Linked DNA regions of Mus musculus: all the other regions are linked to region 4. Evidence: chromatin contacts called from public HiChIP or PLAC-seq, Micro-C and promoter capture Hi-C data. All regions are on one chromosome and are shown on one strand. The core of a region is the stretch at or near the end of the contact, and the rest is flanking DNA. Distances in the headings are between cores, read along the strand shown. Region 1 overlaps Oxgr1 (oxoglutarate (alpha-ketoglutarate) receptor 1). Region 2 has its middle 98 kb from the start of Gm41249. Region 3 overlaps Hs6st3 (heparan sulfate 6-O-sulfotransferase 3). Region 4 holds the start of Hs6st3 (heparan sulfate 6-O-sulfotransferase 3). Region 5 holds the start of 1700044C05Rik (RIKEN cDNA 1700044C05 gene). Region 6 has its middle 31 kb from the start of Oxgr1. Region 7 holds the start of Sox21 (SRY (sex determining region Y)-box 21).

Evidence for each region. Promoter capture Hi-C pulls out the DNA fragments that hold promoters and counts their contacts. Hi-C and Micro-C count contacts between places; a contact is called where the count stands out from the background. HiChIP or PLAC-seq counts read pairs in DNA pulled down with a chosen protein or histone mark.
Region 1: an H3K4me3 HiChIP or PLAC-seq map of stem cell-derived neural progenitor cells shows a contact between it and region 4, with 6 times the contacts expected there. The contact joins the enhancer-like site here to the promoter of Hs6st3 in region 4. A contact is called at or near these places in 12 of 39 promoter capture datasets (3T3-L1-derived adipocytes, cranial neural crest, embryonic stem cells and 9 more), 3 of 484 Hi-C or Micro-C datasets (cerebral cortex, nephron progenitors and ventral hippocampal neurons), 14 of 115 datasets of contacts at active chromatin or transcription factors (SST interneurons, craniofacial prominence, embryonic basal ganglia and 9 more) and 1 of 9 other capture datasets (embryonic stem cells).
Region 2: an H3K4me3 HiChIP or PLAC-seq map of neural tube shows a contact between it and region 4, with 5 times the contacts expected there. The contact joins the enhancer-like site here to the promoter of Hs6st3 in region 4. A contact is called at or near these places in 8 of 39 promoter capture datasets (the 3T3-L1 cell line, 3T3-L1-derived adipocytes, the C10 cell line and 5 more), 7 of 115 datasets of contacts at active chromatin or transcription factors (craniofacial prominence, embryonic basal ganglia, embryonic forebrain and 4 more) and 1 of 9 other capture datasets (embryonic stem cells).
Region 3: an H3K4me3 HiChIP or PLAC-seq map of embryonic basal ganglia shows a contact between it and region 4, with 7 times the contacts expected there. The contact joins the enhancer-like site here to the promoter of Hs6st3 in region 4. A contact is called at or near these places in 12 of 39 promoter capture datasets (the 3T3-L1 cell line, cranial neural crest, embryonic stem cells and 6 more), 11 of 484 Hi-C or Micro-C datasets (cardiomyocytes, cerebellar granule neurons, cerebellum and 7 more), 14 of 115 datasets of contacts at active chromatin or transcription factors (T-cell acute lymphoblastic leukemia, craniofacial prominence, embryonic basal ganglia and 8 more) and 2 of 9 other capture datasets (embryonic stem cells and pancreatic islet).
Region 5: a promoter capture Hi-C map of stem cell-derived epiblast-like cells shows a contact between it and region 4, with 2.7 times the contacts expected there. The contact joins the promoter of 1700044C05Rik here to the promoter of Hs6st3 in region 4. A contact is called at or near these places in 2 of 39 promoter capture datasets (liver and stem cell-derived epiblast-like cells).
Region 6: a contact with region 4 is called in an H3K4me3 HiChIP or PLAC-seq map of stem cell-derived neural progenitor cells, with 11 times the contacts expected there. The contact joins the enhancer-like site here to the promoter of Hs6st3 in region 4. A contact is called at or near these places in 4 of 39 promoter capture datasets (cranial neural crest, embryonic stem cells, frontonasal cranial neural crest and 1 more), 1 of 484 Hi-C or Micro-C datasets (cerebellum) and 8 of 115 datasets of contacts at active chromatin or transcription factors (T-cell acute lymphoblastic leukemia, astrocytes, embryonic forebrain and 5 more).
Region 7: a Micro-C map of embryonic stem cells shows a contact between it and region 4, with 3 times the contacts expected there. The contact joins the promoter of Sox21 here to the promoter of Hs6st3 in region 4. A contact is called at or near these places in 1 of 39 promoter capture datasets (embryonic stem cells), 4 of 484 Hi-C or Micro-C datasets (all in embryonic stem cells) and 1 of 115 datasets of contacts at active chromatin or transcription factors (embryonic stem cells).

The regions. Positions count from the first base shown.
Region 1 is chr14:120,018,231-120,022,107 of GRCm38.p6, forward strand. Oxgr1 (oxoglutarate (alpha-ketoglutarate) receptor 1) reads right to left here. Exons shown (of 4, transcript NM_001001490.3): 4 at 1,355-3,877. The coding sequence ends at 3,550. It also overlaps the pseudogene Gabarapl2-ps. Among named protein-coding and RNA genes, the nearest start is that of Oxgr1, 22 kb to the right of the region's middle. Within about 2 kb of position 1,916, at least 9 of the 459 cell types and tissues checked have an H3K27ac peak or open chromatin away from gene starts, as enhancers often do. A contact at or near this core is called in stem cell-derived neural progenitor cells, where this site is marked.
Region 2 is chr14:119,894,796-119,898,384 of GRCm38.p6, forward strand. No RefSeq gene overlaps it. Among named protein-coding and RNA genes, the nearest start is that of Gm41249, 98 kb to the left of the region's middle. Within about 2 kb of position 1,461, at least 16 of the 459 cell types and tissues checked have an H3K27ac peak or open chromatin away from gene starts, as enhancers often do. A contact at or near this core is called in neural tube, where this site is marked.
Region 3 is chr14:119,829,510-119,833,597 of GRCm38.p6, forward strand. The region is part of intron 1 of Hs6st3 (heparan sulfate 6-O-sulfotransferase 3); the gene reads left to right. Among named protein-coding and RNA genes, the nearest start is that of Gm41249, 33 kb to the left of the region's middle. Within about 2 kb of position 1,847, at least 49 of the 459 cell types and tissues checked have an H3K27ac peak or open chromatin away from gene starts, as enhancers often do. A contact at or near this core is called in craniofacial prominence, embryonic basal ganglia, embryonic forebrain and 4 more, where this site is marked.
Region 4 is chr14:119,136,024-119,139,603 of GRCm38.p6, forward strand. Hs6st3 (heparan sulfate 6-O-sulfotransferase 3) reads left to right here and starts at 2,242. Exons shown (of 2, transcript NM_015820.3): 1 at 2,242-3,095. The coding sequence starts at 2,392.
Region 5 is chr14:118,363,515-118,367,248 of GRCm38.p6, forward strand. It overlaps 1700044C05Rik (RIKEN cDNA 1700044C05 gene), which reads left to right and starts at 2,364. Exons shown (of 6, transcript NR_045624.1): 1 at 2,364-2,605.
Region 6 is chr14:120,071,772-120,075,365 of GRCm38.p6, forward strand. No RefSeq gene overlaps it. Among named protein-coding and RNA genes, the nearest start is that of Oxgr1, 31 kb to the left of the region's middle. Within about 2 kb of position 2,085, at least 5 of the 459 cell types and tissues checked have an H3K27ac peak or open chromatin away from gene starts, as enhancers often do.
Region 7 is chr14:118,235,030-118,238,515 of GRCm38.p6, forward strand. Sox21 (SRY (sex determining region Y)-box 21) reads right to left here and starts at 2,001. Exons shown (of 1, transcript NM_177753.3): 1 at 1-2,001. The coding sequence starts at 606. It overlaps Gm4675 (predicted gene 4675), which reads left to right and starts at 1,203. Exons shown (of 3, transcript NR_131969.1): 1 at 1,203-1,915.

The DNA.
Region 1 (3,877 bases), core at 666-3,165, 880 kb after region 4:
GGATTCAGTTCAAAATGCAACCTCTAGCCCAATTAGTCCAGAACCCGATACTTTGGAAAATAAAACCAACTTTTTGAATTCAATTTCGCTTGGACCTTTGTGATTATGCTCAATAAGCAGGGCCTTGGAGGGCAGACTGTCATCAGTGTTTGCTTGTCCCCGCGGGATACAGGTCAGCTAACAGAGTGACAAAAAGCTGAATCAAGCGAGGTGTTCAGGGATAATGGAAAATCATGCATGCCCCGAAGCTAGGGTCAATTATCCAGGGTAATAAAAATGTTAAAAATTGGAGGAAGTGGGATTAAGTGTTGGAGTTAGGTCCCTGAAATAACAAAATAAGGCCAAACATACAGTCAGCCAATCTGTGCCAGATAGGAAAAAAAGAATGTTTATATCCCTGTACTTTGGTGGGGAGAGAAGAGGACCAAAGAAACTCTCTAAACATTTTCCTAATAGACGTGTGTGTGTGCGTGTGTGTGTGTGTGCGTGCGCGCGCACAAGCTTCTGTCACATGACCACACTCCCTACATGGAAACATGAACTATGGTCACGTAGATCAGAAAAGAGTTCTCCATACTAATGATCTAGAGACCCCGAGAGTTAGCCAGTAAGTTTTCCTTCCTGGACGTTCCTTCCTACAAACGGTATTTCATCTCTGGTCCACCCTGAGGAGGTGGTATGCACCCATTTTCCACGATGAATAATCAGTAAACAGCTTGAAACCAAGGACTGTCTCTTTCATCAAGAACCACCATGAGGAGCATGGAGACTGCCTTCATCTACAGAGCTGCATCTAAGTCTCCCTCAGAAAGACCCCTCTCCTCTCTCAGAGAACCACTGCTAAGGTAAGAAAAATCACTTATGATCTAAGCCAGATTTTCCATCCCGCTGGTCCCAGCCTCCTCAGCTCTTAGACCCAACTCCATTCCCAACTCCCAGAGACCCAGTGGCGCCTGGATGCCCAAGAGTTTGAGAGCCCCCAGGCTCTCAAATTCCTCACGGCAGGTCCGTGGACCCCCGATGTTCCAAATCCTCTGTGCACTTTGGTCTCCCACATCTTAGGTTGCATTTTTCCCAGATCCTCAGTGGTGTCCTGGCTCTTTGCTCACGCCTAGCACCTGACAGCGGGCATAGGGTAAATGCAGTCTAGCATTTCCGAATTCTGTCTGCCCAGAGACAGGGCGAAGTGCTGAACCACAGAGTCTGATAATCGCTTTCCTATGAAGAAGCCCTGAGCCCCGACCATTATTCGACGTCTGATTTTTCAAGCTTCCTTTTGCTCTCGAACCATTGTTTTCAATACACTAATGAATAAGACGCAGTTTCGTGGGAACAAATGACCAATTCAGAGAGTAATTGTATGTAAGTTTATTAGTCATATCAACACATTCTTTAAGGTTTAAAAGATCTAGACCATGCATTTCCTCAAATATTTATATCAACTGACTTATATTTACTACTAATTAAGCACAACATAGCCCAAGAATAACTTTAGCAATTTCTACAGTTATTATTTTTTATTATAGTACTAAAGGATTACAATACCTAAAGAGAATAAGTGTTTCCTGGAGATCTATCCCATGAAAATCAAAACAATGTTAGATTTGACTTAGCGCCTAATGTATATATGATACTAACGAGTAGCTCTATTTCACCAATTTCCTTCCCCAGGAAATGTTGACAATTACCAATAAAACTTAATATGATTTATAAATTAAGCAATTGTTAAGGTGGCCTACAACGCTGAAAACTCAGGCCAGAGGGCCACCTTGCTGTGGTTCGTCAGTTTTGGAGTCAGGGTTTCTATTTGTGTTAGAGCTCACTAAGTAGTCTAGGCTGGCTGGCCCTCACCCTCCAGGGACCTGCCTGCTCCTGCCAGCCCAGAGCTGGGGTTCCAAGTGCATGTCTTTGCATCAGGCTTTTGTGTGTGAGTTCTAAGGACCAGACCCAAGCCTTCATGCTTGTATAGCAGGCATTTTGCTGACTGGGCCATTTCCACAGTCTTTCTTCTGACTAAAGAACTAATGTATTCCTTCAGTCTAAAGAGCTAGCCAGAGCTGAAAGGAAAACTCAGACCAATAAAGGAAGAAAAACTTGTAAAGATAATGAGTTGTAAAAACATTAAGAAAGCACAAGATGCCTTTGGATAATCTAGGATTCCAGTGAACACAAGCCCCAAAGTCTGAAAGCACAGGAAACTAGGCATGAAAGAACACTCTTTTTTCCCCTGTATGATAATTTACTAATCTAAGGAAACAAAACCTTCCCATATAGTAAGAAATAAATCCAGTTACAAATGCACTAGCAGGTCTGTGTGAAGGCTCTGGCGGAGTAACTGAGAACAGCCAGTTATTTACAAGATACACAAGCAGGAAGGGTGAGCCTAGCCCAGCAAGGGCCTCAGAAGCCAAAAGTGTTCTCTCCGATGTAGGCCACATACAAGAATCCATCTTCCTCTTTTTCCTTCTTGTAAAGCTATCTCATAGTTAGGCTGGACTGTGGGACTGTCCTGTCCACAATCAGGAAGGTGGCCTTCTCGGAGGACAGCTGGATGCTTTTCCTGATCATCGCAGGAACTGAGCCAAGGTGATGTCAGATGGGACCAAGTACTTCCTTTTCTCAGTGTCAACAATCTGAGAGCCAGAGACTTTTTCCATGATCACAGGAACCAGGTTGGAATACTTTGCTTTGATCTTCGCAGATTCCATGCATCTGAGTTCCAGGGAGTTATCCTCACTAAATATTCACTTCCTGGTGGCAGAAAGCGGTAGATCTGCCTCAGCCACATATTTCTGTGTCTTGGCTTTTGCTTGGTTCTGGTTTGTTTGAGCCTTCCCATCTTGGCATTAAAGCTGTAGGAGGTCCGGGGTTTAGTGTACGAGCACTAGTTTCTGTGTGGAGGCAATTAGTTGGTGGCAACAGAAATACTCTGAGTTCCATGGTTTCTAATCTTTCTATATACTTTATTGATACTCGTGTAGCCCATTCTCTACCCAAAGATATCAACAAACATATTGCAAAGATCTCATAAGGGCCCTTACCCATGGCTTTGGTTCATAATGACCTGAATACTCAGTAGTTACTGTGGGCTCCACTGAGAGGGTATTCAGGATTTCTTGGAAGTTATATACAAATTATCAGGGCGTGTTAATTGATTGATTGATTGATTGATTGATTGATGGAAAGACTGATATTTGATAAGTATGTATGTGTGAATGATGCGTGGCTGTTTATGTCAAGGTCTGATACATGTCACAGTGAACATGTAGAGCTCAAAGGACAGCCTTAAGCATTGGTCCTTCCCTTTTATCTCCTTGGAAAGAAGGTCTCTTTGAGGCTAGTCACTGTGTAGAGCTGGCCAGTTAGCCTTCGAGCCTTTAAGGATTCTATCTCCATATCTATCTCACCACAGAGGCACTGGGATTGTAGATAGTTGCTACCACACACAATTTATGTGGGCTCTGAAGAGTCTATCTCAGACCCTCACATTTGCATGTCAAGAGCTTTACCACTGAGCCATCTCTCTGGCCTTGACGAAAATGGCATTACTCAAGGGTTGTTTGAGCAACTGTCTTTCTTTCCTTGTTCAAGGTCCCCACTGGCTTTGCATCTCACTATAGAGCAGAATGCCTGCTGGAAGTTATTGCTGACCACAACATATAACAGCAGGTTGCCAAAGGTGTTGAGAGCAGCTAATGGTCTAGAAACAATGTAAGCTTCGTGGATGTGACTCTCGATGGAGCAGCTGATTGAAAGCAGGCGAGATTCGATCCGAATGACCCTCAAGATGTGGAAGGGTAAGAAACATATATAGAAAACAAGGAGGAGCAGAATAGTCAGTCTCCGAGCCTTCTGCTTAAAGCAGCTGTGGGTCCGA
Region 2 (3,589 bases), core at 211-2,710, 760 kb after region 4:
TTAATCCACTTCATTATAGGATCAACAAAAGGAAGGACAATGTGGAGAGCCGTGAGCAATTGCCATCACGAGCCTCTGCTGTGCCTAACTGGTAAACAAGTAATGTGCGCAGGTGCAAGAGTAAATTCGTGCCAAGTCACTGGCCATCCTGGGGCATAGTAGTGGGATGATGAGTGAGCAGCTAATCAGGAGCTGACACGTCACATGGAGGGGTATATAAGCAGCATAATTTTCTTTGTTCGGGGTTGTTCTTCTTTCGCCTATGCAATCAATGCTCTCCCAATAAACGTGTACAGAAGGATCCTGTTGCAGCGTCGTTCTTCCTGGCCAGTTGGGCGCGCGCAAGAGGACAACATATCCCTTAACCAATCACATGAGCCACACTGCATCTGGGTAACTGGAACAGCTACCCTAAATCAACAGCCTCTAAGTCAGGTCACATCTTTAACACCCGCCCCCTTGCCTTCCTCCTGTACTGCTTCTGAGTCCCCATCACATGCTGGTAAAGGCGGCTGATAGCCCTCACACTGTAGTAAGTTCTGAATCAGTAGCCATTATCTTTCCCATGAGAGAAAGTTCCCAGGTTTAATAACTTCCTGGTTCATTACAAATGACTCTTTGTTTCATATTCTCCAAAGCCATCCCAGGCTAATTAGTACATTAATCATTGACTGTGATAAAAATCATTCCATATTATCGAAGCTTTATCTTAGCTTGTGTGTGTTAATGAACATGTGTGTTGTTGAGCCCAATGCTACTGTTCTCATGATCCCTCAAAGATGCAAGATCCCTCCAGGGACTAGGATCTTCTGCCCACTTAGTAAGTCAGAAACTGCTTCCCAATCAGTGGTGGTCAGCGGATGTCATGTGTGGTGCAGACCCAACACACTGCAGATTGGACCCAAGGCCTCTGTTCCTCCAGTCCCTGTTTCTTGTTCCTTACTGTGTGTGTCTCTCTCCCGAGGGAAGCCCACAGCCTCACTCACAGCTGCCTTCACCAAAGTGAACACCACAATGAGAAAGTGCTAGCCAGATGGAAGCTACGGTCTTACAATTCAAGTTCAGGAGCAGCACCCATCACCTCACCTGTATCAGCTCAAACAAAGAAGCTTGTCAGAGGAGCTAACAACCAAGGGCATGCACACAGGACGGGAAGATCACTAGCAGGCCTTTTGGAGAACTGCCTAGTATGGTTAGCCAGAGAATATTTAGCCTGCTGTCGTCCACCGTTTCTGAGACTCTTTCCACATGAATTTCCCCTAATCTTCCTCCCTCTTTTCTTCTCGAAACTTATCAGCAAATTCCTTCTCTTCTTTCATTTCAGTAAACAGAGGCAGCCTTTTTCTTGCTCAAATTATTTCAGACCACTTTTACTTTCCCTTTCCCAATTCCTGTAAGAGCGACAGAGTGGGAAGTGCTTTTTATAAGCTCAAGGGAGGTGGTTTTTGCCTCAGGCCAAGGCTGCGGCTTAGGTTCCCATCTGTCCTCGCCTATCTTCAGATCACCAGACACATTTCAGTGCTGCCTGGAATCCTGCCTCGGGCCATTGGTAGGATCATCTGGGTCAGCGAATATAAAGTCCCCCTGCAAAAGCTGAGAGTGATTGATTTATGACTTCCTAAATTAAGGATGCTTCACCTTCCCAGCTGGGTGGCTTTGATGTTTTTAATTGCACTGAGATGGAAATTAAAGTATATGACATACAGTGTTCAGGTCTTGAACACAGGTATTCTGAACTGTCCCGACAAAATGACAAGGACAGATACAAAGAAATTTTATCTCCAGCAACAATCAAGCTGCTCTGAATAATCAAAAGGAGTTCCTTCTACAGGCTGGTCCTTTTTAATAACACGTCCTGGGACAAAGGTTGGTGCCCACAATGAAATCTATCGATAACCTCCCCAGACTTAATCTTATAAGGCTCAAGCCGAATTTCCATTAGAGATTTCTTCTAATTTATTTGAGAAAGAAAATTTCCTTTGCAAATTTAGCTGACACCTTGCTAAGCTAAGGAAACTCAAGGAAGGAATTCATATATATCATTCATATGTCTTCAGAAAGCAAGAGAATTGACCTCAAAGTACCTTTGTGACGAAAACATAATACTAATAATCCCTAATCTTCTAAGGATAACCAAGGGAAACACCACATGACTCTTTGGTTGGTTGGTTGGTTGGTTGGTTTTTTGTTTGGTTGGTTTGGTTTGGTTTTTTGTTTGTTTGTTTTTGTTTTTGTTTTTTCGAGACAGGGTTTCTCTGTGTAGCCCTGGCTGTCCTGGAACTCACTGTGTAGACCGGGCTGGCCTCGAAATCAGAAATCCACCTGCCTCTGCCTTCTAAGTGCTGGGATTAAAGGCGTGCGCCACCACGCCCGGCTATCCCACATGACTCTTAAATGAAGTTAAATGTACTTTGTAGGATTTTCTTGTATCCTCATACTATACATTAAATGCAAGGGTGACTTGTATTCCTCACCCTTACTGGGGCAAAGACAAAACACCTAGTTAATGAGCCTGCTTCTAGAAAGTGGCCACTGCAGGAAGTTGCTGAACTTCCCACATCCCAAACAACCCTTCACTACCCATCTTCCATATTTACACGCGTTTCTTCTGGTCTGTTTTATCACCAAACATTTTGTTACTGCCCTCCTGTTCAGGTTTGGAGATCCTAGGATGGTGTAATGTCGAACCCATCCTTTGAAAGATCTAGAAATCCTCACTATAAAATGTGGTGGCTCAGGCTTGGTGTCTAGAGGTCAGGAATCCAAGGTCATCTCAACTACACAGCAAGTCTGAAGCAAGAATGAAGACACTGCCTCATAAAACAAATAAACAAGCAAACAAATAAGATAAATAAATAAATAAATAAATAAATAAATAAATAAAAATATAGCATTCATATCTTGTTTGGACCCTGCCTCAAACCACCTATCCAAAACATTTGTGAAACACCAATCAAAGGTCCAGTGTAAATATTTTTTTAGTTAAGATGATCACAATTCAACATTTTCATGTGTGTGCACACATATGTCTAGAATAAACCAGAGTATTTACAGGTGAAAATAAAAGCATGCAGTAAATGAAAAGCACTGTTACCACCCATTCCTAGCTGCACTCAACTTCCCAAGCAACAGAGCTAAACTGTGGGTTTTAATGACTGCTGTCCAGGGACCAGCGCTATCTCAAGAGAGAGACCTCAAGACCTTCTTACCTCCTGCCTTGGCTGATCTGCCTTCCTCCTGTCATGTTGTGATCACACCAAATGCATTTCATTCGTCACCAACTCCCATAGTGTGTGCTTCCTAGCTTTGGTCTGCACACGTCTCCTCTTTCCTGCCTTGTTATAAGAACCTACCATTTGCCCCATGTGCTCTGAAATCCCAGGGATTCAGATAAGGTAATACCATTGTAATCTCTTCTGGAATGAGACCTAAGATGCTTGATTTGACTTTCTCTTATATCCCTATAGAACTCAGTTAGCAAGTCCTGAAATAACCGAGAACTCTATCATCTTGTACCAACCCTCCGTTTCTGCCCCGCTGCCCTTATCAGAGCATCATGCCTGGGTCCCTGCAGTATCCTCCATCTGGT
Region 3 (4,088 bases), core at 597-3,096, 690 kb after region 4:
CCTTTTTCCTACGGGCACTCCTAGCAGCAGGTCCTGAGTTTGGTAATGGAAAGAGTACAGTAGATTCTGCGTAGGTTGAGAGATGACTCCCTCCTGCAACAGCAATTGCTTCTCCAAATGACTGAACCTTGCCGAACTTCTGTTTCATTAGGACGCTCCTTTTTGCTGGGCTGGTTTCTGCCCTTCTGACCTTTGGTCTTTCGGTCCCTGCCAATTCTCGATCCTTCTTCATCAATAACAAATATTTAGTGACTCTCCGTTCTGTGCAGGGCGAGGCATGACAAGTGCATGCTATGTAATTACTACCTAGCTAGCTTTTGCCCATGACCCGGTTCTTGGTTGATTATCCCTGGTCTCTGATAGCCTAGATGCAGCCCTCCCACACAGGTGGTTAATTCCAAGCCATCAAACACGAGACATGAATGAACTATGGCAAAGTATAAAGAGTAAAAATGTATATAATCTGGGGAAATAACACCTTTCCTATGTCTCATGTGAGACACATTAATGACTGCAACCTGATGGGGGAAAAAATAATATGCTTTAGCTTGGAAACATAGCCCTGTTCAAACCTTTCTCTGTCCCGTCTTCTCTCTGCTGTGCCTGGACTTCACGTTTGCATTCTGCTTCCAGTGAGGTGACCGTTTTCAATTCATGGAGACATAGAGATGTATGTTAAGAGATCTATCTGTCTTCATTGATATAAAGATTTCACAGGGACTACAGATGGAATTATTATTTCTTATATTTTTATTATTTTAATATATGGTTTACACATGAATATAATCATCTTTTGTAGACAAGATACTGTTTCCCAGGGACTTTGCAGTCATTGTGAGAAGGTGCTGCCCACAGTTTCCCAGAAAGATGTAAAATAATATTCCCACACATCGGTTACAGAGAGGAAACATACTTTGGTCCTGCATTTGAAAACAAAATGCAGCCGGGTGTGGTGGCACACGCCTTTAATCCCAGCACTTGGGAGGAAGAGGCAGGCGGATTTCTGAGTTAAAGGCCAGCCAGGTCTACAAAGTGAGTTCCAGGACAGCCAGGGCTATACAGAGAAATGCTGCCTCGAAAAACTAAAAAAAAAAAAAAAAAAAAAAAAAAAGACACGAAAACAAAATGTGGGCTCAGAGTTCCTTGGGAGTTCAGGGTGCTGGCCCACGTTCATATTGTAGAAGAAACTTTAAATTGGCATCATGGGGCAAGCTGTGGCGTGCTTTGAGACACTCCCGATTTGTCTTCATGATCTTCAACTTATCTGCAGTTGTCCTTGGCAATTACAGGTCCCCCTGGTCCCTCATTCTCCAATCTTTGAGAAGAACCCGCGAATGCCCTGCTGCTTGGCAGCAGACAGAACCTTATAAGCTTGGGTGTTGACTTGGGGCCATATGCATGCGGACTTCTGGCTGAGAGGAAATCTTACACCCTGTACTTTAGCCTGGGCGGAGAAGCCTCTGGTTTATGTCTGCTTTTCCAGAGATGTGGAGAGCTATGTACCTTGGGTATAAACTATTTTGGGTGCAGCTAGGTCACCTTTCTCTAGCCAAGCTGGAACAATGTTTTGTTTACCTGGGAAAAAATTTCTTTTGCTCGGTGGCAGCGTGACAGTTGGACTCAGAAATTTTTGATTCTCCACCATTGTGCCTCTCGTAACGTGTGGTGACATATGCTTATTAATCTTAGTTAAAAGACACCTGCCCAGATGGTTCTACCTGGGAACATACGCAGTCATCAATCCTCCGTTAATCAGCCAGAGTTCTTCCCTCTCGGCAACACACCAATTTGTTGAGCAGATCAAATCCTGCTTCACCTTGGTCATGTGTGGTACAAGCTGTGGAGGGGAATGGAACGCGTCCTTGGCCCTGAGCAATCAGTGCGTTGTGTCCTGATAACACACAGTGGCCCTTGACCTTCAGTTGAAATAATTAATTACGTGTTGTTCCTCTCATTGGGGTCGCTGGGTCTGGTCCTGAGGTACCCCCTGCCTTCTCTGTCCCAGGATGTGCTGAGAACAGCTGCACACAGCAGGATCCTAATCACACCCCCAAGGCTGGGGCGGACTAGGCAGTGGAAGCGGGTGCTGGGCTGTGATTGGAGGGCCTCTCCTACCACTTCAGTGTGCATTAACATTGCTTCCCGGAAACCCCTGAGTATTCGCTGCCTGCCACAGGGGCTAGACTTCTATAAACAGAAACATTATTCTAGGATGAAATTAGCCAAGGTATTAAATTGATAAATGCGAAGTGGAGCAGACTTGGTTGTGGGGAGACAGAAAGAGCAGCAATGAACTGTGAAATACGAAACAGCCCAGACTATTAGAGGAGAGGGGCGAGTTGGGAGGCTGCCAGCGGTGACGAGGTATTTCCCCCCACATCCCGATGTCTCAAAGGGGGATTTACTGTATTTTTACCTCATGCTTCCTTCCCATGTGTGGGTCTGAGAGTTGTAGTGTGTGCCTACATAATTTAAACAGCCATCATTAGGCAGTGCACATTTGATGTCTAATTAAGTCTCTGGTACTGCAGGATCACAAGCACACGCCGTCATCCTGGGATCTTTAGAGTCTGCTCCAGAACCAAAAGGCAGAGATGGATAAATCTGCGATCAATTCTCAGAAGGCTGGAGCACTGGGAATTTATTGCCACGGTTTTGCCCTGGGACATATAAGCTGGTTTTAAGTGATCCCTCAGGTGGGAATAAGGGCATTGATATGGCCTAAGAGTTATCCAACCCGTAAAATATTGTCTAAAAATAACGCGCTTCTTTTTTGTTGAGTCCTCTTCACCCAAATATTTTCTTATTGATTAAATACTGCGATATGCCAAGGCAAATTAGAATTATAGAAGGGGATTTGAGGCGTGCATTTCCTTCTGTTTCTGATTTCACATTTCTGACAGATTTCAAGCTCCAGGAAGAAATGGCAGCGGGTCACTGCCTTTCTGTTCCGGAAGAGTAAGGCACATCAGTGGCATCCATCCTCTCATGTGTCAGCGCCTCTATTCCAAACTCTGATCAGGGCATACAGCGGAAAGCTGTGGGCTTTCACTTAGTATATAAAAAGCTAAAATCCTGAGGTTGTAATTAGGCATCCATACATATCCTAAGTGTGTGCAAAAGAAGAAAAAAATCTGATAAATATGTTTGTTCAGATTAGAATTCTAGGCAAGTGTGTCATAAAAGCTAGTAGAATCTGACTCAAGAAATGTATAGCCTTAAAAAAATAGATATATTTTAATAATGACTTTCCCCCAAAAGTTTAGATTTCCTGAATATTTATGGCAAATTTTCTCAAAGAAGGCCTTTTCAAGTATCTGTGCATCACCTTGGTGCTGTAAAAAACAAGAGTGAAGCTTCTATCTAACAAATTACTTTGCCTGCAAATAAGAAATGTTACCGGGTATGCGGGGCTTTTTCTCCCTTATTCTGGAGACTGATAATTGGATTTAGATTCTCATGATCTGGTGTTGGCTTCTGATAAGAACTTGAAAGGCGAAGAAAGGAGGCTGGCTATTCGGGGGCAGATGTTGGTCACTTCCCCACCTCTGAAGAGAAAAAGTAAGCCAGCAGGAAGTGTTCCAGTGCTCCATGCCTGACTCGCTGCTTAAGGTCACCAGAGGAACCGTGACGCAGAGCTGTGCTTGCTAACCAGCTGTGTGCTCTGGTTCCAGCTGACTGACAGTACAGAGAAACTGTGTCAGTCATGAATATTAAGTGCCTTTCCAGCATTTCTCTCCCAGATGGAAGAAATACACACACACACACACACACACACACACACACACACACACACACACGCTCGCGGGCACACACATTGTAGCGAAGCTTCTTTCAGTGGATGGGTTTTCTTTATTTATAATTTGGTAAACCACACTCCCTTTTGTCTGTGATTTCCACCTTAAGACCTGACTAGAGTGTTTCTTTGAAAAAAGATGTTCACCCAATTTCTTTCAAATTTCTTCCCACCACACCCCAAACTATTTATAGCAAAGCCCTGCTAGTTTGAAGTCCCTCGTTATCTCTCAGATCCTCACACTTTTGGTAACTTTGCAAGTGCATTCCATAGCCCTGGATTGGTAACTCAC
Region 4 (3,580 bases), core at 992-3,491:
GAACTTGCCCAGTAGGCTAAGCTGGCTGGTTATCAGAGTCCTAGGGATCGGCTTGTGTCTTGACTCTGCTTCCTTAGCAGAGATGCTGAGATTAGGAGCACTGGCCATCATGTCCAGCTTTAAGAATAATTAGCTCTGGAAATCGAAACCCAGGACCCGTGCATGCATTTTAAGGCTGGAATCAATCTCCAGCCTTTAAAAAATGTCCCTGTCAATTCGATGCATCTAGGAAACAATTGCTGGGTTTTACTGGGTTCTGCTTTTAAAAAAGCACAATTCCTTGTTTTGGAGTGTCATATGGTGTCATTACCAGGAATTTAAACTTGAGTGAGAGAGAAAAAAAGAGTGCAAAAAGCTTTAGAGAAGTGGAGTCGTCGTATCTAGCACCCTACTTAGGAACCTGGACTTCTACAGTATAGACAGCCCTCAGTCCTGCAGTTGCACATAAAGTTGAGAACAGGGTGGAAGCAGAGGGGGAATGTTTTGTTGGGAAGAACTCCACCTGTCTAGAACAATAAAAATAACCTCTGATGAGCAAGCTTTGGTGTTCGAGAAGGAGATCTGGATTTGAAGTGATGGTTGTATGTGGGGACTTGACAGAAGAGGCCAACACTGTTCTCAGAAAGGAACAAGTCCCGCATAGTGCCCCCAAGGAGACAGTAGGCTGGTGCGACTGGTGTGGGAGACCACAACTGGGGTCTGTGTGGCTCTGGTAACTATTGGGGCCACCTTTAGTCTGGGTCAGGGACTCACACTGCATTGCCCCAAATGTCAACACAGGGCTACTCTTATCTTGGAAATCAGCCCTAGCTGGTCTAGACATCGTGGGTCAAATACTCCAGACTGATGTGAATTGAACGGTGTATCAATGCATTATCTGAAAAACCATAAAGTGTATTTAAGCAAAGAAGTTTGGATCCTGGGGCAAATTCAAAATGTACACACTCGAAAGAAGTTTTTTAATGAAAACCTCGGTGGACAACGAAGGAGGTCTTCACTGTGGAACACAGGTGAGGGCAGCTGATGTTGCTTCTTACTGGGGTGGGAAAAGGGCGAGTCTTGAACATCGAAGAGCCCACTTTGTGTTAATGGAATGGATTTTAGGACTTATATCCTGCAGGGCTGCGTCTTGGAGCCATGGAAAGGGAGTTCGCATCAAACACAAATCTCTTTATAAAGCAGGCTTTTTAATGGTTGCTGGTTGAATAAAGTTGTAGTGTTGGACCTACTAAGTTCATAGTTGAGGAAGCTTGGAACAAACTGGAGCATCAGTTTGAGCGTGTTGGGAGGCAGTAAATGAAGTCTGGAACCTATGTACCCTGCTGAGGAAGGACAAGCAACCGCCTGTTTAGTCTGCGTGAGACTTTCTGCCATAGGGGTGTTTTATTCCTGCAAACAAGACCAACCAGGTTTCTGTCCACTCTCACACTGAGAAAGCTGCCAATGTTGCAATTTAGAGGAATCAGATCATCGCTAGCAACGCCCTCCATGGGGCCTGTTCTCGCTCCGCGGTAGCCTTTCTGCCAGATCTCCCTAGGCTCCAGGCTGAAGGGATTCCCACCCCCAGCAGCCTCCCGCGAGCCCCGCGGAGCCGTGGACTCCTCCCCTGGAAACTCCTCCGGGGCTGAGGAAGGCTTTGGCGCATGCTCCGTACCTAGGGCAGGTTTTTTTGCTGCGGGTAGCAGGGCTCCTGTCACACCGGCTGGCGGGTTGTGGCGGTGCCAGCCCGCGTGAGCGAGTGTGTGCGCGTTGCCTGCGCCTGGGCGGGCGGACCCGGAGCAGTAGTGCGATTTGCCCGGGAGGCGGCTCCGCAGAGGCGTCTTGCTCGCCGCCGCCGAGGGGCGGCTTTGCAAACTTGCGGCGGGCTCTCGGCGCCCAGGGACCCGTGGGCAAAGGTGCCGGGCGCGGTGCACGCGGAGGGCTGGGGCTGCGGGACCGGGCCGAGCCTTCGCCCTTGGCCCGCGCCCTGGTGAGCCTCATGCAGCTCCTGTGCTCGCCACCGCAGCTGCCCCGGGAAGGTCCGGGACACGAACCCCGCACCGCAGCGCCTGAGCGTCTACCGACCGGCGGCGGGATGCTCCGTGTCGCCTGAGAGCGCCGCGTCCAGGTACAAGAGGAGCCGGCTGGAGCCCGGCGCCCCAGGGATCGAGAGGAGCCCCACGCCACAGCCGCCGGCGCCGGCGCCCGTCTTCTCGGCTCCGCTCGTAGGCCCCGGCTCTGCCAACCCCGGAGTGCGGCGGGGCAGCCAGACAGCCGTTCTCTTCGGCGGCAGGGGCATGGAGGAGCGGCGGGCTCCGAGCCGCGCCCCGGAGTCCCCGAAACTTCCGAGCAGGCGCCCGATCGCGCCGCTGGCGCCGCAGCCACCTCACCTGCCGGCCTGAGAACGGGACCATGGATGAAAGGTTCAACAAGTGGCTGCTGACGCCGGTGCTCACTCTCCTCTTCGTGGTCATCATGTACCAGTACGTGTCCCCTTCCTGCACCAGCTCATGCACCAACTTCGGGGAGCAGCTCCGCTCCGGGGAGGCCCGCCCGCCCGCTGTCCCGAGTCCTGCCCGACGGGCACAAGCACCCCTTGATGAGTGGGAGCGGCGGCCCCAGCTGCCACCGCCACCCCGGGGACCGCCCGAGGGGTCTCGTGGGGTCGCGGCTCCCGAGGATGAGGATGAGGATCCCGGGGACCCGGAGGAGGAGGAGGAGGAAGAAGAGGAGGAGCCGGACCCCGAGGCGCCCGAAAACGGCTCCCTGCCCCGGTTCGTGCCTCGATTCAACTTCACCCTCAAGGACCTGACCCGCTTCGTGGACTTCAACATCAAAGGGCGGGATGTGATCGTGTTCCTGCACATCCAGAAGACCGGGGGCACCACGTTCGGCCGGCACCTGGTGAAGAACATTCGTCTGGAGCAGCCATGCAGCTGCAAAGCTGGCCAGAAAAAGTGCACCTGCCACCGGCCGGGCAAGAAGGAGACCTGGCTCTTCTCCCGCTTCTCCACCGGCTGGAGCTGCGGGCTGCATGCCGACTGGACCGAGCTCACCAACTGCGTGCCGGCCATCATGGAGAAGAAGGATTGTCCCCGCAACCACAGCCACACCAGGTACTGTCCCGCGTCTGTTGGTTTCCTGAACCCCACTCCCTTCCCCCAAGTCCTGACCCCGCCAGTCCCGCGTCGCGCTCCCTTAGCTGTTTGGCAGTGGCTTTCCAAAGGGTGGGCAGCGAATTTGGGTGAAGGGTGAGAAACCGCTGGATACCCACCGGGGGGGGGGGGTGTCTTGAGTTGGTTTCTTTCCCATGCTTCACTGTTTCTTGCCACCCCCTGTCACCTTCAGCCATGTCCACGGCCATCCTGATGTGCATTCTGCACAGTGCCTAGCATTGTGTGATGAGGTATTTGGAGCAGACACTAAAGAACAGCTATGGAATAACCAGGGTGTCGAGGGAGAGAGGTCGAGTCTTGAACTTAAATTATGTGGTGGAAATCCAAAGAATAGGGGATCCGGGAGTGCAGACATAGTTTTTCAGGAATGGTGAGGCTGGAGCATAATGTCCTTCTAAGTGGCTCTTGGATGGCTGCTTGCCAGC
Region 5 (3,734 bases), core at 1,114-3,613, 770 kb before region 4:
CATTTCTAATTATCCTCTAGTTTAGCTGGAAATTGCCGTGCTCCCGTCAAGGCCTTCTTTAACCGCCGCTGAGGAGAGCGATACTTCTAGGCAGAATTAATTGCGAATATGGAGAAATGGAGACTGTGCTTCCATTTCCTTCCTGCCCGCGTTGCCCCTCCTACCACTCCACCGCTTTATTGGAGGCATTTAAGAAGCCCCCGAGCAAACTGTGCTCGCTCACTGCGCTCATCTCTCTCCCGCCTCTGCGTGCTGCACTTCGGATCCAAAGAGCCGCCAGGATGGATGGTGCTAATAGTAGTGTCTTACAAAGCATCCAAAGGGACTGAGAAAGTGATAGAGGTTCATTCCACGCTTGGGCTTTGGAGTAAGTAGAGGAACCATCAGCCCATAGGAACTGAGTTGGATAAAGTAAGCTTGCAGGTGCCTTTGGGTCTCCGTTGCTGAATCACCAGAATATCACAGGGGCACAGTCTGAAAGGTGTGGTCCCAGATACATTTTGGAGATGACTGCTTGCTTGGGAAATACCATCAGAAGATAAGGCCTGGCAGGGTGTTCAAATCTTCCAAGCTCTCTGGAACAAAAGCAAGACTGACGCCATCCTCTGTGCACGTGACCAGAAGCCATGGGCATGCTATGGCCTAAACCAATTTCTCAAGTTCAAGGGCAGTGATTTCAAGGTAAATATTTCTTGAACTGGGTGGTAGCTTTGGGGTACCCTCCTAAGTGGGGAAAAAAGGCCTAGTTCTTTAACTTACATTTTCAAGAGAGGTGGAAGAGGATGTAAGCTTCCCCCACAAACACAGAAGACTTCAAGCCACACTGGGCCACAACAGGCTTCCCTCTCCCAACTTTGACTCCCCAGACTTGAGTGCAATGCTCTCCACTTTGGGAATCTGAGTCAAGAATTCCTACCATCCGTGAAAGTTTGCGGAGGTCCCTGACTTCCTCCATGTTAGACAGCACAGAAGGCTACTGAGCGCCCCCTCCACCCTTGACCCCCAGCCTGGCTTCTCACTGCAATTATACAGCCAGCTGGGGAAGGGAAAAATCTTTCTCCACTCAAATGTCAGAGGAACTTGGGGATGAGAAAGCTCTCTTGTACCACTGCGCAAGCCAAGGGGACAGCAGGCCCCTTCACAGTTTCTCCAAAGATGGAAAGTAGAGTGGTGGTGACCAGGGGGCTGGAGGGGTTGTTTAATCACAACAGTTCCTGTGTGGGATGGTGAGGGTGTTCTGGGAATGGGTGGTGTTGACAGTTACACACACACACCTTGAGCAAACTCAAGGCCATTACACCGTGAACTTGAAGATGGTAAGGATGGTTGCCCTGCAACCTTATCCCTATAAGCTGCTATGTAAGACTTTGTGGAGAGAACAAGTCAGCAAAGACCTTGCCTTTGCAAGCCTAACAACCGGAGCTTGATCCCTAGACCCCATGTAAAGAGGCTACTCGGTGTAGTGATGCCCGCCTGTACTCCCAGCTCGGGGAAGGCAGGAGCAGGTGGATTCTTAGGGCTCCCTGGCAAGCCACAGCCAGTGTGCAAAAGACTTACCTTCTGCTGTTAATACACAATAACAATTTATTTACCTAAACGTTAGAAATAGACATTCTTGGGCAAACTGTACGTGAAGATGTCACGTAGGTCCTAGATGACAGAGAGCATGACCAGCTTATTGCTTGGAGCAGTCTGACTAATAACTACACTGAATAACAAACACTGCAACCTCCTCTGCTTAGCATTATCCTTCCTTAGATAGAGAACTTTCCATGTTTCCCAGAAACCCAGGATTAGCTTCTATGGTTGACCGTGGTGATTAGCAGTGATGCCTGAGTGTGCCTGAGCCAAACATCCCCAGGTGGTTCTCCCAGCACAGAAGAGGCCGTTATAGGAACAAGGAAGACTTTTAGTGTGCCAGAACCTGCCTCAGATGAGTCAGAGGTGAGGGCCGGGGTTCCTGGCACACTCTGTGTGACCATGTCAGCTTCTAACCAATGGACTCTTAGACTGCTGTGTGCATTTCTCTGTCCACAGTCATATTGTAAAGGTGTACTGTTTACTGTCAGGGGCTGAGGGGACTCCAGAGTCTCCTGCTCATCTGCACGGACAGCACTATCTGAATTAACTGAAGGATCATTCAGAAGCAACCCAGAAAACACCTTTATGTGGAAAGGCATAGAATGTCATCACTGGCCATTGTGTCCCCACTCAATGCTATGTTTCTGTCCTAACCCGGTGCCTGGGATATAGTCTTATTTGAGAACAGGATCTTTTTCAGGTGCAATCTAGTTAATATTGTTGGCATCAGGACCTCCCAAACCTATGACATCACACAGGTGACAGCATGACCTTCGACCTGCAGACCTGTTGCCAAGGCAACAGGCACCATGTTCCCAACATTCAATTGGCTCACCTCCCTGCGTAGACATTCTCCATATAAATAAGGAGAATGCCCCTCCCTCTCTCTCTCCCCCTCTTCTCTTTCTGTCACCACCTTCTCTCTCTTTCCCCAAAAAACCCTCTTCCATGTGGAACTGCCTTGGCCTAGTGTGCTATTGAGACTCGACCCGCCATTCTAACACATCAAATATGACATGACCAAGTAAGCCTTACTCTATCTGACTGGTATCTTTTTTATAGAAGGGGAATAGTAGGAGAGAGTTAGGGTTAGGGTTAGGGTTAGAGTTAGGGTTAGGGTTAGGGTTAGTGTTAAATGCCAGGTGACAACAGAGGCAGAGACTAGGCATAGAAGCTAGTCAAGGTGCTGAGAACCGCTGTCCACCACCAGAAGTTGGAGTGAGGCAAGGGGGCGGGGGGGAGGTTCTACCCTCAATCCCAGAGGGAACATAGCTCTGCCGAATCCTTGATTTCGAGAGTCCTGCACCGTGATACACAAGTCTGTCATCTTAAGCCAGCAGGTTTGGGGCCTTTGTTACCACAGCCCTAAGACACCTGTGTACTGCCATTTCCCTGAGAGTCCATTTGCTGTAGAAGCTGTATGAAAACACTGTCTCCATCTTGTAGGGAGCTCCTCTCCTCCACATTGTACTCTTTCTTTTAGTTTTGAGGCAAATTAATTAACATGATACAGGAAAGGGAGAATGCACTCGCAGAGGCCTCTCTATAAGCCCTCATGCGCTTTTGTTCTCCATTATTGCACTAAATTATTTAATTGGGTCCCTCGGATTGTGCTCAGTCACAAGAAAGAACACAGTCTATTGTGAGGGGCCCTACACCCATAATGCAATATCAAATTCAATTCCCATCAAAAGTGCTCGCTGCTAAAAGCCTGCTCTGTGGCTGCAGATTAATGAAGATCTGCAGTGGGCAAAGTGGTGGTCTCAGAGACATTATTTTCCTCCAATAGAAAGCCTATTCTTGAAGAACAATAAAAGCAGAAAGAAGCGTTAGTCTGCTTATAGATGGAAATAAGTCAAAATGAATAAGAAGCTTGATGGAAATAGTCTGAAAGCAGAGTAAATTCTGAAAATACTGTTTTTGTTTTGTGAGGAAATTTTCTTTGTGCATGTGCATGCGCACGCACACGCACACGCGCACACACACACACACACACACACACACACACACACACACACACGTGTATGTGTGCTGCTTTCCCCTCTCGGACTCTCTCATAAAATGCTATTGGATGCAAAAGCTCTGGCAGGTAGAACAAATGTGAAACTCTAAAGTTTCAGTTCCAGACAATCAGCATTTTGTCATCACAGGTC
Region 6 (3,594 bases), core at 835-3,334, 940 kb after region 4:
GTGTGAAGATTTCTCTTCCGCAGTGTCTTTCAGGTTGTATCCCCAAAAATGGTTCTAATGCTTCAACTGTCCATTTCTGGGTGGTGCCTGCATAGTGTGCAGAACCATCAGTAAACCAGTCCTTAATTCTCCTCTTCCACAGTCAACCGATCATACAGCATAGCCCATGGGACTATAGGTGAATACTTGGTAGCAGAAGGGGTGGCCAGGAGTAGAAACCATAGGCATTTGAACAACTTCATGTAACTTGCTTATGCCTTCAGGACCTGCTCTGGTCCAATCATGAACATACTACTTCCATTTGGTAACAGATTGCTGCTATGCATGGCCTATTTATGGCATGATAGGTCAGATAATACTCAGCTCATGATGTGCTATCTTCAGAATCCAAATTGAGCCACTAAATACTATACTTCTTCCTTAGTGTTGGGAAGGACCAGGTACGATAACTTATTCTTCACCTTAGAAAAGATAGCCTTGCCTGCTCGACACCACTGCACGCCTATGAATTTCACTGAGACAGAGGACCCTTGAATTTTAATTGGGTTTATTTCCCATCCTCTAAAACACATTTATGTTACCAACAAATTCAGAGCAGTTGCTACCTCCTGCCTACTTGGTCCAGTTGGCATAATGTCGTCAATATAGTGCACCAATGTGATATTTTGTGGAAGAGAAAGATGAACAAAGTCCTCTCTAAGTTATGACAGAGCGGGAGAGTTAATATATTCTGAGTTAAAGTGTAAATATATCCTGCTGGCCTTGCCAACTGAAAGCAAATTGCTTCTGATAGTCCTTATGGACAGATACCAAGTATTGATTTACTATCAATAGTTGCATACCATACACAAGGAGCTATGTTAGTCTTCTGAATTAAGGACACCGGATCTGGTATAACTGTAATTGGAGTCACTACTTGATTAAGTATTTGATAGTTAACCTTCATTCTCCACAATATATCTATCTTCTGCCTGATCCAAATAGGAGCATTAAAGGGAGATGTATACCCTTGGATTAGGGGAATAACCACAGGATGCATTCAAGGACAAACTAGTCCTATTCGAGTCAGACTTCAACCAAAACTCTATTAGTCAACTGACTCCCACAGGTCCTACCTTGAACTGGGGGTGGGGATGGGGCACAACATTTCTTAGAGTCTCCCAGAATCAGTGTCAATTCAAAAAATGTCTGAAAGTTATCATTGCTCTGATGAAACACCAGGACCAAAACAACTTGGAGAGGAAAGGGTTTCAGGTTTTGGTTTGTTTGTTTGTTTGTTTGTTTGTTTTAGATTTTACTTCCATATCATTGTTCATCATCAAAGAAAATCATGACAGGACCTCAAGAAGGGCAGGAACCTGGAGGCAGGGCTAATGAAAAAGCCTGCTGATGATGTAGTGGCGCTGACTGGCTTGCCTTCCATGGCTTGCTTGGGATGCTTTCTTATAAAACCCAGGACTACCAGTCTGAGGGTAGCATCTCAGTTAGGGTTTCTATTGCTTAGAGGAAACATCTGACCAAAAACAAGTTGGGGAGGAAAGAGTATATTTGGCTTACACTTCCACATCATTGTCCATCATCAAAGGAAGTCAGGACAGGAACTCACACAGGGCAGGAAGCTTGGAGCTGATGCAGAGCCATGGAGGAGAGCTGCTAACTGGCTTGCTCCCCATGGCTTGCTCAGGTGGGCTTTCTTATAGATCCAAGGACCACCAGCCCAGGAATGGTGTGAGACCTTAATGGCCTAGAGTTATAGAGAAAGTATGGAGGGAGTTTCAACCCTTGCCTTGATACCTCAAACATGATGATGGCAGGAATTGGCTACCTCCCCACTCCCAACCTGGCACAGTAAAGCCAGTTCCCTCATCAACACTATCAAGAATTTATTACCCTGACAGCTATCAGGTCCTTGTTTGACAGCTTCACTCCTTGTTTAACCTTATAAGGTTTTCTGCCCTGGACCCTACAGTCCCTGACTATGTAGTTGAAGCTTTTTTCAACACCTCTGCCCTGGTCAATGGTATAAGACCACACAAACCTTGCCCTAGAGACCCTGACCACCTCTCCAGGGCCATAAATACCTCTCCTGCTCCAACAAATAGAACCATTTCTCCGAAGCTGTTCCCAGGTCTGTTCATTGCTGGGGCATTGCACTTACATCACCCAGCTAAGCTCCCTCCCTCCAGTCCAGCTTGGTATGCAATGGCCCTCGCTATCCTGAGGCAGAATCAGACACAGGGCAGCAGAGTGGGCACCCACAATGGTCTGGGCTCTCCCCCATCAATCACTAACTAAGAAAATCCCCTACAGTCTTGATTATGGAGAAATTTTCTCAATTGAGGTTCCCTCCTCTCAGATGATTATAACTTGCGTCCAGTTGACATAAAACTAACCAACACATTCCTCACCAAAGAAGCATTTTTTGCAGCAGCAGCAGACAGAAATTATTGCATATACCCACAATTGGTCAAAATGCAGAGATTAGTTAGCCATGAGTGATATCTGCAATTAATACATCTGTGACATAATCCTTAAACTTAAAACTTAAGACACCAGGAACAATGTAACAAAGGAGGGCAGAAAGATTTTCAGAGCCAGAGGAATGAGAAACATCTGTTTCATGATAATGTCTGAAGTAGGGGGAGGGTGGGAGGGAAGGAGGGAGAAGGAGGAGTGAGAGGGAAAGGAGTGGGTAGGGAGGAAAAGGGTAGGACTGGGTGTAGCAGAGAGAAGGAAGAGGAGGGAAGTATGATCAAGGCACATTGAATAAAATTATTAAAGATTCAATTAAAAGTTATTTTAAAAAATATATTATGGGCTGGGAAAAAAACTCAGTGAGTCATCACTGTGTAAGCATAAGGACCGGACTTCCAATCCCAGGCCCCATGTAAATGCTAGGCAGCTAGCAAGCTACATGTGATCTCAACACTAGGGAGGCACAGACAGGAGATCCTTAGAGCAAGCTGGATAGCCAAGCTAGCAGAGTAGGCAAGCTCTGCTTCAAGTAGGAAACCCTGATTGAATATATATGGGAGAGTCAGATCAAGAGAGACACCAGAAGTCAACCTCTGGCTTCCATAAACACATGCAGAGACATTCATACATGCAACCAGCACACATACCCACAAGCTTGCTAAAGTGCATGCTTTAAAGTGATGATTCAAAAGGAAGTGCTTGCCCATCCTCAGGAATCATGAATGACGCCCCACCCCCACCCCAGCATCTCTGACACCTAAGAGAAACGGCACATTGCATGTTATTTAATTTGTGATGGTTTGTATATGCCCGGCCCAAGGATTGGCAATATTAGGAGGTGTGGCCCTGATGGAGGAAATGTGTCACTGTAGACATGGGCTTTAAGACCCTCATCCTAGCTGCCTGGAAGCCAGTATTCTGCTAGCAGCCTTCAGATGAAGATGTAGAACTCTCAGATCCTCCTGCACCATGCCTGCCTGGATGCTGCCATGTTCCAGCCTTGATGATGATGGACTGAACCTCTGAACCTGTAAGCCAGCCCAATTACATGCTGTCCTTGTAAGAGTTGCCACTTGAGCTGTCTCTGCTATCATTCTGGAACTTGTGAGAGATAACTAT
Region 7 (3,486 bases), core at 751-3,250, 900 kb before region 4:
CGCACCCGCCGTGGGGTACCCCAGCGACGACGCGTACGGCAGGCCGGACGACGACGACGAGATCTCTGCCATCTTGGAGCCCAGGTCGAGCAGTGAGTAGGGGCTGCCAGCGGCGGCGGCGGCAGCGGCGGCGGCGGCAGCGGCCGCAGACTGCGGGAAGAAGACGCGCGCGGCGGCGGCGGCAGCTGCGGCGGCCGCCTTCTCGGGGTTCGCGAGCAGAGACTCGGGGACCAGGCCGCCGCCCGCGCCCGCGTGCAGCCCGGCTCCCGCCTTGAGCGCCGGGTGCTCGGCGTCCGCCACGCTGCCCAGGCCGTAGGGCACGGGGAAGGCGAACTTGTCCTTTTTGAGCAGCGTCTTGGGCTTGCGCCGCGGCCGGTACTTGTAGTCGGGATGCTCCTTCATGTGCATGGCTCGCAGGCGCTTCGCCTCGTCGATGAACGGCCGCTTCTCCGACTCGGTGAGCAGCTTCCACTCGGCGCCCAGGCGCTTGCTGATCTCCGAGTTGTGCATCTTAGGGTTCTCCTGGGCCATCTTCCGCCGCTGAGCCCGCGACCACACCATGAAGGCGTTCATGGGCCGCTTGACGTGGTCCACAGGCTTGGACATGCTGTCGCCGTGCCGCGGCTGCAGCCCGCCGCCGCCGCCACCGGGGCCCTCGGCCTCCGCCCGGAGGAAATCAATGTTGGCTGCCAGAGGGAACCGGCTCAGCGGGCGGCCGTGCGTCCCCGCGTCGTTCCCGCGCGGGAAGAGAGGACCAGACGACCAGCCCTGGGTCGGGGCGCTGCGTCCCGGACCGCTTTGGTCTGTCTGGTCGAGCTCTAAGAAAAAATCCTCTCCGGGACCCTGAAACTTCTCCTCGGTGTCCCCACTCCGCGGTGTCACTCTGCCCTCTGCTTTTTTGTCCTCTGTCCCGTTGCTTTGGCTCGCCAACTCCCTGCAGGTGGCCGCTGCCTGGTTCTGCTCTCCCCTCTCCTCTGTCTTCAGCGCCTTAAAAGCCAAGCAGCCCCGAAAGTTGAGCGGCGGAGGATCCACCAAGTTGAGCCGAGAAGCCCGCCGCCGCGTGCTGCCAAGTGCCAAAGGGGGCTCTCGGCGGCTGGAGTGTTTGGGTTCTCCCCGGTGACTTTCTCATTTGACAGAAGCAGATGGGAGTGGGGGAGGGGTGGCCGCGAAGAGGAAGAGGAGGGGTAGGGTCGGGGCGCGCAGAGCAGGGCGGCGGACAGAAACACAAACACTGCAGCGGCCCGTCTTCTGTGTCGGGGTCAGGGCGCGCTGATGGAACCCCCAATCCTGTAGTTCTGCTGAGGGCTGACGCTGTCCCCGGGCACCTGCCTGGAGAATCTTGCTGCCGGGCTTTGGCACAGGAGAGGAGAGGAAGGAGGCGGGCTGAGGTTTTGAGTTAGCCTGAGTCGCCGGGCCTCAGTGGAGACTGTCCGGGTTCTCCGACTCGCTGCTGCAGGCTGTCCCCGGGGCCATGCTTGCTCCGCTGGCTCCCAGCTTCCCCGGGCGCACTGAAGGTCTCGGGCTCCCGGAGCACTCCAGAAGCGGAGGGCTGCTCGGTGCGGCGCGGCCGGCCAGGCCCGGGCGCCTTCTCCCAGCTCCGGTCGCAGCAGCCAGACACTTGCAACTAACTTCTCCCAAGTTTCCGGCCCGGGCTCAGCCGCGCCCCTCTCGGTGAGCGCGCCTCCGAGCGTGCGCCCGCGTGGGTGCCGCGCCCGCGAGCCCCTGGGTCCCGGCTACTCCGGGCGCCGCAGGCTGGAAGGATGCAGGGATCCAGGTCCTGGAGGAGGACGGGGATTAAAGAAAACGTGCTATATCACCTCAGATCGCAGGTCTGCTCTGGGGCTGCTCCTGCTTTCCCAGCTCCGGGCCCAGGCTTTCGCTCCGCCGCTTCCGAGGCGACTGCAGCCCGGCTCAGGTGAGTGTCGCCACCTGCGAGTGTTGGCGCCGGCAGCGGGCGCTGGGTGTGCATGTCCAGCCGCGGCCGTGTGTGAGTGTGTGTGTATATCCTGGGAGTGCGGAGGAGGAGCCGGGGAGTCCAGGAGGGAGGAGGGACCAGCGGAGCCTCCTCCCGTCCCCCCTCCCAACACTCCTCCTCCTACTCTTTTTTCACTTTGAGTGCAGGTTTAGGCGAGTGGAGTGTCCGCCGCGCGCCGCGGAGTCTGCGCACTGTTTGGAGCTTGGTGTCGCCGGCGGCTCCCCTGTTCTGCCCAGCGCTGCTGGTGCTCTGCTGGCTGCTCTTCCGGGAGGATGAAAGCGGTACACCAGAGGAAAAGAGCTTCAGAAACTGGCGAGGAAGAGGGTTGAGCCTGGGGGTGGGAGTGGGGGAAGAGTCTTTGAAAGTGTTTGAGACTGTTCCGAATGGCAAGAAAGTACTCATTTTCCTTGGAGGGCCAGGTGTGACTCGCAACAGACGCCTCCGGCAGTTTCTTGCCTCATGGTTGCACTCAGAGGTAGTGGAGTGGAAAGTAGCCCAGGATGGACAGAACATTTTTGGCAAGCCTTTGGAAAAGGAATGAGCCTAGGTTGAGCCCGCATCCCCTTCTGAATACACAGCTTTTTTAAACAGTTGTCTTCTGTCTTGTTTTGCCTTCTTTTAATTCTGGTCGTCAGAGCTATCTCTGTGTTGTTTCTTTAACGTTTGCAGTCTCTCAACGATAGGGCAAAGCTGCTTCAAATCAAAAGCATAAATCATTTCTCTAAATAAAAATTTTAAAAATGTTCTACTCTGACAGTTTTTATGCTGTTGAGCCAGTTTTCTTGCTTGGTAGTTAGAGCTATTATAATTGACGCTATACACAATCAAAAATCAAATAGCACCCCCGAATATTCCTGGGGAACCCCCCTCCTCAGGGACTTTGTGTTTCAGGCAGATTACTTGTCTTCCTTTGGCTGTTTGCAAGTAACACATTCGTATACACGGTTAGCTTTTTTTAAAATGTCTTTTTGCAATTTATGTCCAGTTTGTACACACACGGGACCTTTGAACCATTGATTTGTAATCAGGGCATTAACATGAATTGGTTTGCACTCCTATTTATTTAAGAATTGGGCTTGTTTTGTTGCTCATTTAAATTGAAGAAGGCGATGGCTTTTGAAATGTTTGTTGTGATAACAGACATGCCAGTCAGCAGTGGCATGTTAAGTGGGTTTCTGTTTTCCTTAGCTGTCATGTTTGTAAATGCTTATTTTGTATTGTTTTTGCTCTCCTGTTGCTAAAACAATTGAACTGATTCCTCTAGAATCATAATTCTTTACCTCACTTTTGTAGACACTGTCATTCAGACTCTGGGTGGTGCGATGCTAAGACTCTGGCAAGTGTAATTACATAGACTAGGATATTAAATACACTGTTTCATGATGATAAACTACAAAATTACTGTCTCTGAGCTTTCAACCTACCAACTTGCATAATAGTTTTGAGACAAAATATTACCCACTGTCACACAAAGAACATATATATGGGAACACAATATATGAAAACTGTTA